2 separate regions of the Mus musculus genome follow, and region 1 is linked to region 2. A link is a contact called in public Hi-C data. All regions are on one chromosome and are shown on one strand. Each heading gives the region's core, a stretch centred on a gene start, on an enhancer-like site or on the middle of the called end of the contact. The rest is flanking DNA. Distances are from core to core; before and after follow the strand shown.

Region 1 (3,401 bases), core at 164-2,663, 73 kb before region 2:
GCCCTTCCCTCTTGATCACTAACTGAGAAAATGCCTTACAGCTGGATCTCATGGAGGAACTTCCCCAACTGAAGCTCCTTTCTCTGTGATGACTCCAGCTTGTGCCACGTTGACACACAAAATCAGCCAGCACAAGGGATTAAAACATTTGTGGAAGCTAGTTAAGATTGAACCTTTAAAGCATCAACTCTATAATAGTGTTTTGTGAGTAATTAAAATTTTTTATCTTGGGGATGGAGAGTTATTTATCTATTGTAGTTTAGATATCAGCACCTTCCATTAAGTGATATGGATCAGATTTGCCTCTCTGCCTCCCCCCATTCCCATCATTGTTTCCTGCTGAAAGAATGTCCTTTGTGGGCAAGAAGTTGTGTTCAAAAGAGAGGACTCCTGGGTGCCGAGGAGGCTCAGAGATAAAGAAATGCAGTAAGAATGGACGGCAGCACCCACCTTCATGGCTGTGTGAAAACGATGCCCTCTTTTTCCCTGTTCTGTGAGGCTCTTGGGTTCCACTTTTTTCCCCGGGCGGTACCCAGTATTCACAGCTGACAAGGCAGAGGCCAGTGGACCCTAATGATGGTCAGTGGTGGTTGAGGAAACTGCAGTCTCAGAAGGGGTCGTCCCACAGCAGTGGCTCACTCTGGGTCTTCTACAAGGGGCTGCTTCCAAGAACTCCTGGAAGATCTCGACATTGACAGCAATGTATTAAATCACCACATACTTCATGTTTTTTTGTTACCCACAGACACCATGTGGGCAATTGGTAACAAATGATCATGGTCTCTGCTGGACCTTGGCTGGTTCATCCAGCTGTTGCCATTTTTCTTTTGAATATTCAGTTCTCAATCCCGACGCAGTACACTGCATAAGCATAGGAGATCAATGGCTGGGGACATGAAGAAATTCTAGGTATTAGTGTGATGAGAGTGTTGTGCATGGTTAAGAAAATAGGGTTTTTGAGTCATGTTAACATTTTAATGTCTTAACTAAAGGTTCTCCAAAACTACTGATGGCACAAATCCTTATTTTTGACACTGGAAGGCTCAACAATCACAGTGTACTGGCGGAACTGTGGCAAATCCTTTTCAAAGAGAGGGCTTGCACCCTTGGTCGTACTTAGGCACCGGAACCAAATTCCCAAGAAGCCAAGAGGTGGTGCGCAGCTCTCGGGCACCGCCCTCATACCCGCCCCATCCCGTTGGAGCCAGAACACCAACGCTCGCGAGAGTCCTGCCGGCTTCCACGTTTGCCACGTTCCAGAGGATCCAGGCAGACTAGAAAGCCACAAGCCGCTGGGGCTTTGCAGTCACTGCGCAGCAAAAGACAAGCTTTGGCCTGAGGAGGGCAGGCGCGCGTAGCCTGCCCCGCCCCCTGCCAGCGGTCCTCGGGATTGGCTCGTGTTGGCGTCTTTCAGATCTGGTGGGTGGGCAGAGGCTGGCGTGGGCGGGGCCGAGGCCGGGGGGAGCTGAGCGCTCTTGGCAGCCTAAGGAGTCGCAGGCTGGGCGCACGCGAGGCTAACCGCGCGGCTGCACGCTGGTGCAAGTCGTCCGAGGCGCAGCGAGCGCAGTGGACGCTAAGGCGCTGCTACAGGAGTCTCGAAGCCCCGGTGTCCCTAGTGCACTCAGCAAGGCCCCGGTTCTCTGCAGTCCCCGGAGCAGCTCGCGATGGCCCCGCGCAAGAACGCCAAGGGCGGCGGCGGCAACAGCAGCAGCAGCGGCAGCGGCAGCGGCTCGGGCAGCGGTAGCCCGAGCACGGGTAGCAGCGGTAGCAGCAGTAGCCCCGGGGCTCGGAGAGGTCAGAGTCCCCGCAGGCCAGGCCCTGGCTGCGGGCGGGAGCCGGGTGGGCGCTGCAGGTCTGGTCTGATCCTACGTCCGCCGCTCCTCTCCATCCTTAGCGAGGCTCCTGTGTGCGCGGGGCGAGGCCGCGCTCACCGGGCGGGGAGGCGGAGGAGCAGAGTCGGCCGGAGGGGGACCCCTAGCACCAGCCTGCCCGAGCATTGGCCGGCCCTTTCTTGCCTTTCCTGATGGAAGCTGGGTGTAGAGGGCCCTTTATCTTTTTGCAGTTTTCGGGGCGCTTGACCCTGAGCCAAAGTCAGAGAAAGTAAGTTTCAGCCTGGCCAGCAGCGTTGAGGAGCGGCTTGGAGGAGTGTATTCAAGGGCCGGGATGAGACTTGATGCTTCGTTCTTGCAAATTATTTTAAGGAGTTTTGTTTAGTTTTCTTAATATGTATTGCGTTTGCCTTTTAAAATACAAAGGGACATCATAAAGTACTATAGGGATTTTCTCTGTGCCTCCTTTTTCTTTTCTCAATAAAATAAAATAAAATCATAACCCCCCCCCCCCCAAAAAAAAAACCCAACCAAACAAAAAACCCAAAACCCACAAACAAAAAACCCTACTGGTTATTCACCTTTCTTCTCCATGTGCTTAGCCAGCAGAGTGGAGAACAGATGTTTTAAATCTGTTTCGTGTCAGATTTCACCGGTTCTCGGTTTCTCTTATATTTCCTTTGACTCATATTTAGAATATTGGAACTGGAACACACATGTGTATTGAATGTGAGCTCTCAATATCACTGGAAATGATTTAGATTCTATGCTTTGGTCTATGGGCAGCTCATTATTATATGTCATATATAGATTGGATGATTATGGTTTTATTAGTATATGTCAGGACGATAGATGAGCCAACTATGGTTTTTCTTCATAGCACTTGCTGTCTTCATGTATATTCTGTCTTCATGTATTGTCTTTGTTTCACTCTCTTCTATTCCCCATTATCAACTAGAATAGTTCGTTTCCTTAATAGCTGTGCAATAAATATTTGATTAGAAAATGAATGAATAAATGTAAATGGGGAAAGTTAGGCAGTTAAATCCATTGTACACATTAACATTCTGAGAGCTGTTTGTATTCTTAATGGAAAGGACTCTATGTACACAGTTTGAGGTCCAAGGCCACTGTAGTAATTAATTCACCTCAATACCGGTAAAAATGACATTCAGGCTCTCTGGCTCCTAAGTCAGCTAATCTGACATCGGCAGCGCCATTGCTTTGTGGTTGGAGCATAGATTTGAAGTATGTGAATGAGAAGAGCCTACTGAATGTTGAGGAGAAAGCTAATGAGCAAGATTTTAATGTGTTCTGTAGCGATTGCCTGGTGAAATGCGTCTGCTGCTGTCCTGGGAGCTTTGTGTGTGCTGGGGAAGTGCTTTAGCCGCTGAGCTACATCCTAGACTTTCATCTCTATCCTTTACACCCTGATTGCATCCAGGGAAGTCTCTTATGAGGCCTGCCAGTACAGAGAGTGTGCACCGTCCCCTGATAAGTACCAGTGTTACAGTCAGCTGGTAGGGCTGGGAAACCCCAGGATGTATAGTACCTTATTCTTAGGATGTATAT
Region 2 (3,475 bases), core at 542-3,041:
AGAGTCTGTGATGTGTTGTCTTGGAACAACTTCAGGACCACTGTGTGAAGACAGAAGTCAGCTGACAGTAACCTGACCTAATCCTGACCTACATCAGGATCTGGTAGGAAGCTTCTGTCACCTTGCTGTATAGAAGTGAAGCTCTAGCAGGTAGAAACCTTGGGAGAACATGATGCACATTTTCCATCAAACTCCAGAGTCTGGTGAACACGTGGTCTGGCAGAACAAGAGCCGCCTTTTTACCTCCCAGAGGTCCTCAAAGCATCAAGCCTACAGGGCACACCCCAGGAAGTGATGGCACAGCTTTGTTATCCCACTGAGGTGTTTATGTTATCTATCTGTGTCCAGGACAAATGGCTGCTGTAGCTGCAATGAAGGGCCATGTGTTTGGCGTCCTTATGGACTCTATAATATAGCAGGAAGAGGAAGTCAGGCAATCATTCCAGTGCAGCCTTCTGCTACTTTGACAGGTGCTTGTGAGAGCCAGTTCATTGCGTGGCAAGTCTTTAATAATTGATGCATGCTGGCGTGTGGATTAAATGCCTGGAGATGAGGGTGCTTGGTAACATCTGTTTATGGATTCTCTGGGGAGAAAGAGGAATGAAGTTAAGAAGACCCTTTGATCCATGTGTAGGCGAAGTCAAGGACATTATCTCCATCTTGGGGTGCCACACAGGGCAATGTGAAGTCAAGTCTGCATTCTTCATAGTTTAATGAGTGTTTCAGTGGACGGATTGGATGGCAATGGTGGCAGTTTATGCCAGGAAACCAGGGTATTGCCAGCAAAGGTGGAGGGTGGCGAAGGTGTCTGAGAAATGTCTAGAGGGTCAAATTGTTAGGGTTTGCTGCATTTATGTGGAAAGCGAGTGGGAGAACAAGATGCTGGCAACTCTGACTCCTGCAGGCTTAATGGATATTAGATTTTTTTCCTCTAAGAAAAGAGAAACTGGGAGGCAGAGAGACCTTGGACCCAGTTTCTTACAAACTGGTAGTGGGGGTGCTTTGAGCCACCCAAGAGGTGAGACCAGAGAAGCCATTTGCTGGTGTTCAGCTTGCAGTGGAGTCCAGGGCTCCATGGGACTCCTGGGCACTAGCAGGTAATTGGAGCCAGACTGTGAATCTTGTAAGGAGAGGACGGTGAGGTCAGGGGTCAGGGGTCAGGGGTTGGGGATAGGTCCTGAGTCTGAGGGCACATTTCTGTTGCCTACTGAAAAAAGAACTGGCCAATGGGGAAGGCTGAGGACGAGGAAAGGGAGCCCTGCACACCCAGGGCGGGGGTGGAGAGAGACCTGCTGCTGAGACCCGGAAGGCTGAGCTTAGGAGTACCCTGGGTAAGGCTTGTCCCTGCCCTTCTCCTGGGCTCCTTTTCAGGCAGATGTGTGGGTTGAGGAGAGGAAAGGAGTGACAGTTTGCTTCTGGGATCTGCCAAGGGAGGTTGATTTGTACGTGTTTAATGCTAACGGCTCACTGACATGATTGTACTCTAATATCAAGAATAATGTCTAAAAGAATATGTCTAACATCAATATTCAAAAACAGTTCTTTGTTAATGTATCATTGCATTATAATACATTTTGGTAAGATGTATTACCACGGAGGCGGGCCAGAAGGTTTGGTTCTGGTGTACCAAATACTGGAAGCTTTTTCGAAGGTCAGTTGACTAAGGAGATTTCCTGCCGCTCTGTGTGGGGCTGTGGGGGTGTGGGAGCGAGCCATGGGACACCAGCCTTTGCATCAGAGCACAGAAACTCCAGTCCCCTGGGCCCTGGTTACCATGGTAAATTAAAGGTTCTGTCAGCCAGTTCCTGCTGAGAGGGTACCAGCAGGGGTGTTTGTCTCCAACCCAATCACTGTGCAAACTAAAGACTGCCTGGCAAAACTGGGATCCTGGGATAATTAGCAGGGGAGAGCGCACACAGACTGGAAAACCAGGAAAGGAGACTCCCTGTTAAGTCATCAGCAGATCTCGCTAACAGTGATTATGGGAGGAACTTATACTTGCCCCTGTAAGGGAAGGAGAACATGAAACTTCCATCTCCCATGGCTACCCACTAGCTAAAATGTGAGCCCAGATGGCTTGTTTTATAGCATTTAGCCAAATACTCCTGTCCCTGCCCTGTAATCTACATTGTTAGTGAGTAAGCCTGAGGCTTAAAATGTTTATAAATGAAATAAGGCAAGCCTGTAGGACACTGTCTGTCCTTATTTTTACTCAGTGCTGCATGATTTCTGTTTTCTATTTACTTCATAGTATATGAACCCTCAGAGCATGAAGGGGTCGCGATTTCAGGTGAGTTTTTCCTATAGTAACTGCGTAGCTGTGGAACAGAGAGTAGGAATAAGTATTTAGGAGTTGTCAAACATGGTTTCTGCCAGGAATTTGCTGCTAGGATGGCCAACAGATATCAAAATCCAAAGATACTCTAGGCCCTTGCATAAAACAGCACAGCACTTGCAACCAGTAATGAACTATACATTTTATATTTATTCAATATTTATTTTATGTCAGCAGGAGTGAGATTAAACTTTTGAATACAATTTAGCATTAAAGTGGATTTTGTGGAATAAGTAAAGACTCTTTATGGGAGTGTCCCATAAGGAGATCCAGCCTAGATAACACTTTCTGAGTGGATATTAGCCACTTTAGGTATCTAAGTCATTGGTTCTCAACCTGCAGTTTGTGACTCCCTTGTGTGTCAAGTAACCCTTTCACAGGGGTCATTGAGGTTTGTGACTCCCTTGTGTGTCAAATGACCCTTTCACAGGGGTCATTGAAAACCATCAGAAATAATTCATTCTAGTAGCAAAATTACAGTTGAGAAGTAGCAATGAAAATACTTCCGTGGTTGGGGGTCATGGCAACATGGGCTATATTAAAGGGTCATAGCATTGGGGAGGCTGAGAGTCACTGATCTAAGTGGAGCAAGAGTTAATGTAATGTGATTGGCTTATTCATTTATTTTCCTAGATAACACCATAGATGATTCCAGCATAATCTCAGAAGGTAAGGTTTTTTGTCTTGTTTTCTTTTGTTATTGTTTATGTTTGTTTGTTAGTTTGTTTTTGAGGTAGAGTTTCTCTGTGTAAACCTGACTGTCCTGGAACTTGCTTCGAAGAGCAGGCTGGTCTCACTCACAGATATCCTCCTGTCTCTGCCTCCTGAGTGATGGGATTAAAGGTGTGCGCCACCATGCCTGGCTGGTAGGTTATATTTTAGAAATAATCTTATATTCTACATTGAAGTAGATCAGTTTATTCAAATTCTGTGTCCTGATCTGTATGTTTACCCAGGGCTCGGGCAGGCAGTGCTGGGGTGGATAAAGCTAACAGGGCTCTTTCTATGAGGCTGCCATTCAGTGGCCAGACATAATAATGGAAGAGTTCAAAGATGGTGGTGGAAACAGGCTGCTGTGAGAGACATAGGTGTGGGTGCAAGGCCACCCTTGTTTATGAGTAAGCTACCACTTCAGAGAAG

What was found. A called contact is a pair of places that touch in the nucleus more often than the background predicts.
Region 1: a contact with region 2 is called in a Hi-C map of cerebellum, with 2.1 times the contacts expected there. The contact joins the promoter of Asph here to the enhancer-like site in region 2. A contact is called at or near these places in 7 of 39 promoter capture datasets (the C10 cell line, hippocampal neurons, liver and 2 more), 2 of 15 datasets of contacts at CTCF or cohesin (CD8 T cells and pro-B cells), 56 of 484 Hi-C or Micro-C datasets (B cells, the Ba/F3 cell line, the C2C12 cell line and 34 more), 11 of 115 datasets of contacts at active chromatin or transcription factors (the 230-238 cell line, CD8 T cells, the HPC-7 cell line and 8 more) and 5 of 9 other capture datasets (adipose tissue, bone marrow-derived macrophages, liver and 2 more).

Annotation. Positions count from the first base shown.
Region 1 is chr4:9,667,174-9,670,574 of GRCm38.p6, reverse strand. It overlaps Asph (aspartate-beta-hydroxylase), which reads left to right and starts at 1,413. Exons shown (of 24, transcript NM_023066.3): 1 at 1,413-1,794. The coding sequence starts at 1,665.
Region 2 is chr4:9,594,192-9,597,666 of GRCm38.p6, reverse strand. Asph (aspartate-beta-hydroxylase) reads left to right here. Exons shown (of 24, transcript NM_023066.3): 11 at 2,252-2,290; 12 at 2,969-3,004. Among named protein-coding and RNA genes, the nearest start is that of Asph, 73 kb to the left of the region's middle. Within about 2 kb of position 1,791, at least 43 of the 459 cell types and tissues checked have an H3K27ac peak or open chromatin away from gene starts, as enhancers often do. A contact at or near this core is called in astrocytes, cerebellum, cerebral cortex and 2 more, where this site is marked.